Linked DNA regions of Lactuca sativa: region 1 is linked to region 2. Evidence: chromatin contacts called from public Hi-C data. All regions are on one chromosome and are shown on one strand. Each heading gives the region's core, a stretch centred on a gene start, on an enhancer-like site or on the middle of the called end of the contact. The rest is flanking DNA. Distances are from core to core; before and after follow the strand shown. Region 1 holds the start of LOC111897480 (dof zinc finger protein DOF2.1). Region 2 holds the start of LOC111897465.

Evidence for each region. Hi-C and Micro-C count contacts between places; a contact is called where the count stands out from the background.
Region 1: a Hi-C map of leaf shows a contact between it and region 2, with 4 times the contacts expected there. The contact joins the promoter of LOC111897480 here to the promoter of LOC111897465 in region 2. A contact is called at or near these places in 2 of 4 Hi-C or Micro-C datasets (bud and leaf).

Annotation. Positions count from the first base shown.
Region 1 is chr2:61,485,865-61,488,564 of Lsat_Salinas_v11, reverse strand. LOC111897480 (dof zinc finger protein DOF2.1) reads right to left here and starts at 1,392. Exons shown (of 2, transcript XM_023893437.3): 1 at 1,007-1,392; 2 at 1-441. The coding sequence starts at 1,072.
Region 2 is chr2:61,069,396-61,072,095 of Lsat_Salinas_v11, reverse strand. It overlaps LOC111897465, which reads right to left and starts at 1,334. Exons shown (of 3, transcript XM_023893426.1): 1 at 527-1,334; 2 at 1-343. The coding sequence starts at 1,334.

The DNA of each region.
Region 1 (2,700 bases), core at 143-2,642, 420 kb before region 2:
CTGAAGCCTAGCAAAAGCTAGGGAAAGATCAGTACATGTAGAGTCATAGGGCAAGTGAGTTAACCCTGAAAGCAAAGGGTTACTGGAATGATGATGTTGATTGAGGAGATGATCATGGGCTCCTCTGATCTTTGAGAGTGCAGATGATGATGTTGAAGTAGAGGAAGTAGCTGAAGATGAAGTGGATGATGATCTTTTGTTCTTCCTGCACCCTCCACCTACAGGAACATTCCTCAAGGTCCCACCTTTTGTCCAGTACCTTCTACAGGACTTACAAAAGTACCTTGGTTGAGTAAGACTGTAGTTATTGTAGTAGCAGAATTTTGTGTTAATGGAGTCACATCTTGGACACTTTAAAGCTTGTTCAGCTGGTCTTGGTTTTTTGTCTTGTTGTGCTTTTGTGCATACCAACATGCTCTCTAGTGTTTGTGAAGACAATTCCTGTAAGATTAAAGTATTGTATAAGACACTGACATAGATCTTATTCTGGGGTAAATCTATTATTAAATATGGTAATTCATATGTACATGAGTGTAATAAGTGCAAGAATCACTTTCTTTTAATGTAAAATCTCCTGAAATAATGGAAGCCACTGCATCATAATTATCACTCAGATTCAAACACGATATTTGATAAGAAGATGAATAAAGGTGTTCCAGTTTTGTAATGAGGTTTGATCTGAGCTTCTTCCAAATAGGAAATGGAATGGATGAAATTGTTTAAGAAATTCCAAATCAATTCAAAAACAAAAACAACTACAAAAAAACCTAACTTTATGTTTTCCGAATTCAATTGAAGAAACAAAGATCATTATACTCGAACAATTCGAGATAATGATATCTACTTTGAAATTAAAAGTCGTCAAAAGTTGATCGTTCAGCCACTCCAAAAGGACAAACAAATTCACATTTAACTCATGAAACACTTGCTTTTTTTTTTTTTTTTTTTTTCTTTTTCTAGTTTTGTCAGAAACCAAAACAAGTGTCAGTAAGTTACTAATATTTACCTGTTGGTGATGATGATGAAGATGATGATGATGATTTACACCTGAAGCATCCATTTCCACTTCCATGCACTTCAAGCTTAAATTCTTGTTTTGTTGTGTTTGGGAGAGAAGATTGAAGGTGTTAACACTTATACAGATTTCAAGATATGAATATCGTGGAGAGAAAGAATGAGAGAGAGAAGGGGAGGAAGGTAGTCATGCAAGGTTACAAACAGCCTCCCACATAATACATATATATACACCCAACCTATACATACATCAAAGTGTATGTACGTATATGTATAGAGAGAGAGAGAGAGAGAGAGAGAGAGAGAGAGAGAGAGAGATGTACTAATAATGAGAATGGTGTACGGGGAATCGATCGATGTGTGTCTGTGGTAACCCTTGCACGCAGAGAAAGCAAGTTTTTAGAGAGAGAGAGTGGAAAAAATGGGGCAAGAGATTGAGGATGATAGTGGAGGGATTGTGGGACCATATGGCGTAGGATTTGCAACTACGCATGGACCCACATGTTTTATCGGTATACGCCACTTCCTTCCGCCACGTCGCCTATATTGTCTTGTACTGCTTCTATATCTATACCCATAGCCAATTTTCTATAATTACAAATTGTCGTATTATGTTTATACAATATAAAAATGGGTTGTATCTTCGAGATTTGAACACAAGAATTGAACAAATAAGAGTTTTCACATCCTAAAAAAAGAATGTTTTTCGTATGAAAATCGGAAAGATTATTATTAAATCATGTTGATTACAAAATTAAATATTTTTCAGTAGGTTTCTTAAGTCAATGAGTCTTCAAAATAAAAAAATAAAAAAAAAAAAAAAAATTGGGGGAACGTCGTATTCAAAAGTTTATGTCAATTGTGTTATTTAATTGTGTATGTATTTAGCCTAATCCAATACTATATAGGCCTAATATATTTATCGGATCATAGCTTATAATGCTTCATTGCTTTGTATATATTATGTTCATTATCCCTTTGTGGAAATTCACTAAAAAAAATATCATTTGGTACGATATAAAATACAAATTGATTTCTTCTATCTTTTCATAAAAACTCTTGTTTTCTTTTCTCTTCTTGACGATGTCGCATTCTTTCTCCTATATAGTCTCTCTGCTCTCTTCTCTTAGTTGTCATCTCCCTCTCATGACCCTACAAAGCCGGTGATAATGGTGTTCGTCCACCACACAAAGCTTGTCATAAAAAATATTAATGCGTATACCATTTTGCTAACGACTTAATGATCATACGTGTAAGGTACTTTTTACTTCCCATTGCATTGGATACGACGTTGCAAACCAATTAGTTGAAACCTATTGTAACTACCATACTTTTTAGCTTTCATAATTTACCAAGGTTGTATTTTTGTTATGAAAATGGATCATAGTACAAAATATGGTTTTACAAAACCTTTCATTGATTTATCAGAGTTTACAATTGTCTAGTGTTACAACAATAATATCAACAACCAAGTAAAAAAGATGTAACATTCGTTCCAGGTATGAATTAACATTTTTATGTATTAACTTTAATTCGGGTGACCGCAACATGGTGAAGCATCATCACGACATGGCAAAATGATTTGGACCGCGAGACTTAAGTGACCTACCACAACGTGGCCTTAGGTGCTACGACGTGACAAGTGTTTTTAGTGAAAAATCCTAATTTCGGGCTTTGGGCCCTATA
Region 2 (2,700 bases), core at 85-2,584:
TCGCCATTTTTACACTGGAATAGAATTGAACCCTTGCCCTCGATACGAACCACAGAGTCATCACCAAACTTCACTCGACCCTTGATGCTTGTATCCAGATCTCTAAACTTTGATCTCTGACCTGTCATGTGATTGCTAGCGCCATTATCCAAGCACCACAAATTGGATTTGACAGACTTATCTTCTTGTGGCCGGAGCTTTGGGTTCACATACTTTTCATGTAGCAACACTACATCAGAAACCTCTTCCATGCAAGCTGCCATGAGAAGAGTAGGTTCATCTTCATGAGTATGTGCCAAGAGTGCTTCCTGTAGATTTCTCTCACGCCGAGGCTTACGACACTCTGATGCAAAATGGCCAATATCATCACAGTTGTAGCATCTAAGTGTGCTACAGTCACGACTCCCACCAACACCTCGTCCTTGTTCACGATTTTGTTGATGTGAACCGTTATGTTCATGATTTTGCTAATGTGAACAATTATGTCGGCCACCTCTTCCGCTACTTGGTCTTCCTCGGCCCCTACCTCGTCCTCTGTTAAAGTTCCTATTTTGTTGTTGATGGTAGGATTTACCACCAGAAGACGACTGTCCTTCTTCCTTTTTCTTACTTCTTGATTTCCATTCCTCTTGAGTCAGGAGTAGCTGGGTAGAGACGTTATCAACTTGCCCGTGAACACGCTCCTCATGAGCTTTAAGTCTTCCTACCACCTCTTCAACCAACATAGTGTCGAGATCACCAAATTGCTCAATAGTAGAAGCTATGTGTAAGAATTTCGCAGGGACTGCTCTTAGGAATTTCTTAACCACATATGACTCTTCTATTGTTTCTCCCAAGGCTCTGATGTTGTTTACAATGTTGTTCAACTTCATTGCAAAATCATCAATACACCATGTCTCCTTCATCATTAGACACTCGAATTCTGCCTTCAATGTCTGAATCTTAGCATTCTTCACACGATCAGCACCCAAGTACATTGTTCTCAATGTCTCCCATGCTTCCTTTGCTGATTTCTTTTCCGCCAATGATAACAACATCTCTTCCGGGATACCTTGATAAATGGCAGCCATTGCCATCTTATCCTTCCTCTCTTTCAAAGTTACTTTCGGATCTGAGGGCTCTACCGCGTCCCAAACTCCTTGGGCTTGCATGAAGACCTTCATTTTTATGGCCCATGCGGTGTAGTTGTTCTTGGCTAACATCGGGTAATGAAGAGTAATCTGACCATCTTGCTTCTTTCCATCCATAGGTGTATTTTGGCATATACCAACTTCAAACTGGAGAGCAACCTGGTTAGCTCTGATACCACGTGAAAGCAAACCAAGTGTTGTCATTTCTGTGAAGAAGAAAAACTAGAAGAGAGTAGAACAGGGATCAACCGCATGGATACTTTGGGCCAAATTTTCTGCTGTATTTCTTGACTTGAAAAAACGGAATACAAGAGCAAATAAAATACTAAAAAACTCCATAAAACTAGGACCATTATCTACCACTTTGTAGCAACTAACCACTAACTATTTTGACTCCTAAAAATACTGAAAACACATTCAGATAGGTCCAACAAAACAGGAAAGATAAAATGACCAAGTCTTAGCTGCAATTTGGATTAACTTCCAACATAGATGAATTCTCGATAATATTTGAAATGTATATGATTATGCGTACCTTGTGTCATCCTCGTTTTCGATCTTTATACTTAGTTTATCCGGAAGTGTCCTTCTTAGCTGGATGGGGCAAGTACCGTCTAGTCGTCATTAATGCTTCCTTTATTGAAGGTACAAAAGGGTATACCTAGAACGGTCAGTAGTCACTTCCGATAGAAAGAGTGTACTGTTACGATTTCTAATGGATATTTATACCCTGTTTGTTGGTAATATCGAGGTTTTATCGATCTAGACCTTGACAACCGGTATTCATGAAAGTTCTTACTTTCTGATGGTTCGACTTCTCACTTCTTCGACTTGACATCGTGTTTATGCGGTAGTAGGTTCAGGTTGCCTGATAAGTGTATTAGTGGTTCGGCTGGGCCAAACGAGATAGAGGTTAAATAACCAAACTAGTATATACCTCATTATGAAACATAATGAACACACTTTAACATACATGATGAAAATGATGACCATAAATTGATTTCTTCTGAAAATCGGTTGAAAAAATCACGTTCTGAAGACACAGAGATCAATTTTGGAACATAAACATGCACACACATATGAAAACGTTCAATTTCTTAAACGAGTTTTTAGAAAAACGCACAAATCAATTTAATATATCTATGTTCATAAATGAACATAAACCTGTAAATCGAGTTTTGCGTTTTGTTAAGGTTGGAAAATATTGATTTCAAGAGCTTCTCCATGGATGAACAAAGTGAACACACACATATACACATACAACTTCAAATTGATACTAGAGAGAGAGAGAGAGAGAGAGAGTGTGTGTGTATATATATATATATATATATATATATATATATATGTTCATCGTCAATTTGAAGGTGTGTGTGTCTGTTTGTTTCCTTAAATACATTTCTTGGAAGACTTGAAGGATGCAATACATTTTTTTGTGTATCTAGTAGTTGCAATACACATGGGTGCTACCAAATCCTGCAACCGGTTCATCTCCAAGGCCACAATCCAAGTAGGAGGCTGAAAGCAATCACTTGGAGACTAGGTAAGCCAAAGAGATCCAACGGTAACTCTC